Regions from separate parts of the Rattus norvegicus genome. Here region 2 is linked to region 1. The links are chromatin contacts, called in public Hi-C maps. All regions are on one chromosome and are shown on one strand. The core of a region is the stretch at or near the end of the contact, and the rest is flanking DNA. Distances in the headings are between cores, read along the strand shown.

The links. A called contact is a pair of places that touch in the nucleus more often than the background predicts.
Region 2: a contact with region 1 is called in a Hi-C map of liver, with 9 times the contacts expected there. The contact joins two enhancer-like sites. A contact is called at or near these places in 8 of 12 Hi-C or Micro-C datasets (the A7r5 cell line, frontal cortex, hepatocytes and 4 more).

The regions. Positions count from the first base shown.
Region 1 is chr5:96,828,613-96,831,852 of GRCr8, forward strand. All of the region lies in intron 2 of Ptprd (protein tyrosine phosphatase, receptor type, D), which reads right to left. Among named protein-coding and RNA genes, the nearest start is that of Ptprdl, 580 kb to the right of the region's middle. Within about 2 kb of position 1,774, at least 10 of the 93 cell types and tissues checked have an H3K27ac peak or open chromatin away from gene starts, as enhancers often do.
Region 2 is chr5:99,957,431-99,960,670 of GRCr8, forward strand. No RefSeq gene overlaps it. Among named protein-coding and RNA genes, the nearest start is that of Tyrp1, 370 kb to the right of the region's middle. Within about 2 kb of position 1,676, at least 6 of the 93 cell types and tissues checked have an H3K27ac peak or open chromatin away from gene starts, as enhancers often do.

The DNA.
Region 1 (3,240 bases), core at 524-3,023:
AATAACTGTTGGTATCCAATCTAGAATGTAGACAGATTACAAAATTTATAATTTAATTTTAAGTGCCATGGAGTATGATTGTTCTGGAAACATGTTACTACTCATAAACTCTTTGTTCTGCTTGCTAAAAAATGTTCCTTATGAACTAGCACAAATGAATGTTGATCATTTATTGACCATTTCTATATGCAGAAAATTAATGGTGGATATTTAAAGAAGCAATCACAGTGTCCGGAGATAAGAACAAAATGGAGGGACACCCCTCTGTTAGTCACTGTGCTTTAAGTACAGAGGGTTACATTTGGCAAACTTAGTTTCAATCCCACATCATTAACCTGTTTATTTGATTCTGGAACCAGAAATAACATCTGAGTGCCCACGAGCAATTCTGTTCACTTAACCACAGCTTACCACCTTCACAAGATTTCTCCTCAGCTCATAATTCTTAAAAAGCAAGGTCAAGTGCACTAAGACAGTTACACAGCTCCACACAGAAATGTTACCTTTTTACCATGATCCCATATCCCAATTACGGATGCTTTCTCAGCAGATTGCCAACCTATCTTCATTTCTGATGGTTCCCATCACAGCCAGGTGGAATTCCCAGTTTCCTAGTGAAGCATTAGCTCCCTGCAAGCTGTGTGTTATCTCTACACTTAAATCTTGCCTTCAATTCTTTGCTGCAAAGAACATAAAAGCTTTCCTGTGAGGGAGACGATTGACACTTTTTTTTTCCTGCTATATTTTCTATGAAGTTGCTATGTTCTGGCTTTTGACCTTTGTTTTACGTTCCTTTTAATCTCAGCCCTGTTGTTCTTTGAGCTATTTAGTTTGAATTTCTGGTCTTTCTTCTTATGTTCTTACACTCTTACTTTATGCTTCTAGTCAAAAAAGAATTCTTGATTCTCCTGTCTCTGCCAGGTCAAGTCATTGTTCTGCCCCTTGCGAGAGTGGCAACCTTGGAACCTTGTTTAGGCTGCTTGCTCATACCACCTTGACCTGTGCATTCAGCCTAGTCTTTAGGCAAGATGCACTTGGTGCAGCTTTACCCTTGCTTTTCTCTTCATTGATTAAATAATGTCAAGTCTGGTATTGCTTGGTTCCTAACTAATATGCATCAGCTTCGTTAATCCTCACCATTAAATATCACTGAGGACATGTGGAAATTTTTCTATTGGAGGAGGAATTCGACCATCAGAATTATAGTGGCAAGAAAGGAATTTCTGAAAATCTTCAGTTCATATGTGCAAGCCTTTTACCCCTCAGCTGTTTGTCCTTGGGAGCAAAAAAAAAAAACCCAACCCCCCCAAAAAAAAATCCAAAAGAAATAAAAAAAAATAAAACCTCATATTAATTGTCACATCTCCTGTAAGTGAGTTCTGTTTCCAAGAGTTTCTTTCACTTAAAGGCTATCAGATTACATTAAAGTAAACCTGATTTTTAGTGGGGATCAATAGAAGTAAAGAACAACCAGAGAACCAGAAATTTGATCAAGAGATGATCAGCTAGGATATGCTTGCGTGACCACAGAGAAGGTCTTTCATGAGGTTAAAGGGTAGCCACAGCTCTGATTCTTAACTGAATAGGAGGGAAGAAGTCAGAAAACAAGTTTGAAAAGCATATTAAAGGAGTATGAAAGTCATAAGGAAAGTAAAGAACAGTAGAGAAAGCGATGATGTCAGTGGCAAGCACAGCCTCCCATCACACTACTCCCCCAGGTGTGTGGGGAGCACCATGAAGCACAGGCCTGGGGAGGCTCTCTGCAATCGCCTAGTATGGCCTCCTCCTTTTTCCTCGGTTTTAAGAATACATCATGTTTTTCCTGCCTCCTGTTCACCATACTTAGAAAGTTTGGCTCTGCATGTTCAACACTTTCAGAAATAGTTGCTGCCTTAGAACAGTCTGAACTGGATTAAAAGAAGACTGCTTCCCTGGGGACGAAGAATGAGAAAAGCTAAGTTGCTGCCCTACATGGGAGTTCAGCGCATGCTTCACATCTGCTCTGCTTTCCACTTTTAGTTGGGCTCTTCCCTTTTGTAATGTGCCAGGTGACGTAATGCTGCAGAAGCTTCAGTGTCAGGGCTAACATTTTTATAAGGATAGCATTTTAAAGTGAAGGACTAGCAACTCTACAGTATCCAAGGGCCACTCTGTGTTTCACAGTGGGCCTGTATCTATAGAGAGATCCCCAAGACACTATTAATAGGGTAGGAAGGACATACATCATGTAAGGTAGATTTTATATAAAGTCTTTTTACCACTCCCCCCTCTCTTTACTCTCGTGGTGTGTGTGTGTGTGTGTGTGTGTGTGTGTGTGTGTGTGTCTGTGTGTCTGTGTGTCTGTGTGTGCAATTGTGTGTGCACTTGTGTGTGTGTGAACATGTGTAGTGTTGCTACTTGTAAACACTCTAGCAACAACTTCATACTTGAGGGCAGGGGCTTTTACAGGCAGCCTGTGTATTTACTTAAAACAGCACAATATTTACAGTTAAGGAGTCCTCTGGACTGAACCAGTTAGTCATGCTTCATCTGCTTGTGCACTACTTCTTTCAGAAGCCAATCCTTTCCTTTGGAACTAACACAGTCAGATCATAACCCCCATGGCAACACATTTCATGTGCACATTTGCTTTTAAAGTATAAGCTAACAGGAAAGGGGCTCTGAATGACCCATTGTATCATATACATATACATACATAGACATAGACATAGACATACATACAAACATACATACACACACACACATATATATATATGTATGTATATATATATATATGTATATATATATATATATATATATATATATATATATATATATATATATATATATATGTTGCAGAGGCCAGGGAAAGTTTGAGAAGATTGTAGTATGAGTTGGTGCCTTGTAAGGAGGGCAAAGATCAGAAGAGAAGCACACAATGCCACATGTGAGATGATTGGAGTGTTTGGGCATGTAAAGATCCATATTATCTGACAAAACCAAGGTGCCATCATGCAATAAAATCTAAGTGTCTTCTTCATACAGTAAACCAAGCAAGAAACATATGTAATGTTTTAAATAAGGAAATAATAGGATAGTGATGTAAGGAAACAAAAGAAATTAACACCACATAAGCCTTCCACTGTATAGTCTTGACAGATTTTGTTGTCTCTTTCATTCTTAATGTTATTAAAGGTTCCATAGTAAGAGAGCTAAACTTTTTGGGGCTCCACAAATAGTGAAATGTGGAAGGAAGGTACT
Region 2 (3,240 bases), core at 426-2,925, 3.1 Mb after region 1:
ACCTTCAAATAGTGCCACTCCCTCCCTGGGCCAAGCATATTCAAACAATGCTGAATCTGTGCTGACTTGAGGCCTTTCAGCTCCTTGAAGGACTTGGGAGTTGACCTCAGTAAAGGTCTCTTGTTTTGATACTTGTAAACAATGCTCTAAGGTCCCTCTCTTCTCTAGTGTTTCTCTAATCTTGATAAATTTTCAACAAGCCTTTTGAAAATTTTAAGCTTAATTCTGCTGAAATGAATCAGAGGAGAGCTGCCAAGAAAGAAGCCCTTACAAAGAAAACACTTTCGGGTGGCTTATGTAGGATTATTTGCAAAGGGTGGTATAGATTCCTTCGGAAAGGACAAGATCAAAATTCTGCAGGAGCCTGGGGCGCTTAGCCCATCATGGCATCCTTTGTGCTACTATTAGCATAACAAAGTCAATCAATGCATTTTGGTCAATAACCCTCTGGACTATTAAGAGGGAAAAATGTTAGTTTCAAAATGAAATATCTTGAACTAGATAAGGTGCTCATTACACTGAGAGGAGCAGTTTGCATATTAGCACTGGAGAAAGATAGGGTTGTTAAAACCTTTTTCATTCTCCTAGTCAACTTAATTATAAAGGATATAATGATCACCTTTTCTCTGTAAATTACACTTATTAATTTTTTATTTTTCCCTCATCACTTTTTATTAAAGGACAAAGATAAATGGAAAAAAATTTAAAGTCAGCAAAGGATAGTTCCAATTAAAAAATATTGTCGGTTTTTCAGAGATACACAAGGCAATGGGGACAATGAATGGTCTTATAAAATTCAGTAAAATCTCAAAGGTCATTAATAAACTAAAAGTCTTCCGAAAACAATAAAACTGCTTACAACTAGGTTCAAGGCCAGCAAGCAAAAATCAGCCAGTACAAATAAAGATCCAGAGAAGAAAACCCATTCATAACAGCCCTCTCTCACACAAGTAAAGATCTAATCTGTTCACAGGAAGAGGGAGGAGGATAGGGAACGCAGCCCCAACTGCTGCTCTTGTAATCAGAGTCTAATTTTATGCCATTATCCGGTTGATGGTTTAAGTGGAATAAAGAGACACTGATCTGGGAATGCAAGAACGAAGCAGAACAAGTGAGATTGTAAGAGGAACAACTCAGGTGTCCCTGAGGCTCCACGGAGAATTCATTTGCACACAAGAGTTTTCTATGAGGATGGATAAATGTAATTCTTAGTTTCTAATGACGCCACGCCCCTCAAGAGTCTAAAACAGAACGATGGAATCCGAACTAAAATTGCTTTTTAAAATTAGAACCATTATTAAACGACTTTCTTATGATTAGACAGGCTATTGTGGGCTTTCCTCAGTCATTCCTGCAATAATCAATATTCGCAACAATACTTTGCAGTGAATGTTTGCGTGTATAAAAGAAGGGTCAGGCCTCTTAATGAGTAAATGAAAGTTTTCAATTAGATTTTACATGAAAGAACACACATGTGACCTTTAATCTTTTAAGCAAAATCTTCCTGAAAAGAAAAGTGGCTAAAATTTAAAACAGGACTGATCAAAGCAAAATTTAAAATGTACGAGCGCCATCTGGTGTCAGAAATAAAAATACCCTGCAGACGTCAGACAGATACCCCTTTGTGATCTCAGAACAGAGCAGCAAGGGATTGTGCTATAATGAAGTAGTCTTTCTTGAAGCAGAATTCCCTCCATGTCTAATACGGATATGTGGCTATTTACCCTTTGTACTGGGGTTCAATGAACCAACCACGGAGTCTGGCTGAGACAGCGAGCTACCATTCCATTTACATTTGAGTACTTCACACCCTAAACCTGTATGTTTCAGCTCAAGGATTCACATGAGTGCCTCAGTTTTCCATCCTTTCTAAGTCAACCTCCTTGAAACAGGAAAAGCATTCCTATGCTTTTAGAGGCAATTTCTGTATAAAAATACAGCAGAAGCAGATGGGGAGCACATTTTTAAAGAAGAAATTTGAGGCTTATAATGCTAATGTGCCAAGATGAAATTAGCAATATATTATAAAGAGCTATCTAAGCAGTGGTAGTTAAGTGAAATTTGTGCACCTGTCTATTAATAGAGCCTGAAAAACACTGTTCTCCATCTCCTGATCAGCAACAGCCTTTTCCAACAGCTATAGGTTAAGTCAGTAGTTCACCCTATTCCTGTCTATCCCTAGGATATTTAGCTACCTAGGTTGCTGGTGATTAGGAAGACCAATAGAGTAGTTCAGCAATGACATCACTGTGGGCCAAAAGATTTCAAGCTTGAGGTCTAGTTTGGTTGTTTTAATGACTCCTAAAACAGCTTTACATTTATCTCTGGCACAAACGCTCAGTGCAACATTTCAACCATATGCCTTCTGTTCAGGTAGCTAAATAGAATGCAGCCTACAATGTAGCCATAAAAACAGGGAAAGCAAATAACCCTTTCCTGTCCAGCAAAATAAATGTATGTAGAAAAAAGCTGTGTCTCTTTAGTCTTTATTTTAAATTAGACTTTTATTGAAAAGCCATAAATATTCAAACAGTATAAGTTTTGTCTTTGTAACAGCATTGCTTAAATATCTAACACATAACTGAGATCATTGCTTTGAAATAAAGTTGTTTCACAAGATTTCAGTCAGTTGTTGGCATCTAATTTTCGAGCAATGGTGAGAAATTACATGCTCTTTTCACCTTTATCCCCAAGCAATTATCTCTACCAGAGAACAAGGCAAAAAGATTCTGGGGCACCAGGCACTTAGCCTCATTGAATCCCAGGAGAGAGCAGAGAGTGTGGCAGAGGAAAGGACTGACAAGAACCAGATGTCCTAACACCTAACAACTTATTATTTCCTATAGCAATGGCTGGCTTGGCACAGAAGGGACAGGAAGTGAGGCAAGATGGGCTGTAATACAACACTGTAGCCAGAAGCCTTCAGGAGAATGACACTATTCACACAAACATGAATTTTCCAGAGTTGCTCCTGGCTGATTTACAACTTGAATTACAAGAAAATGAGAATAGGATTTGTTCTCAAACATACAAATAGTTGTTAGACACACTGCACTGAATGCCTACCATTATAAGAATATTTTAGGGATGAAACAGAGATAGCCTAAAATAAAAACCTACATAAGTCAAGGCAGTAATACACAAAAGCACTATGAGTATCTTCTCAAAGTATATACAATTTTAGAATACAATGTAAAATTTAACCTTTGAAACATACATTTATTCCTTAATTAAAACCAT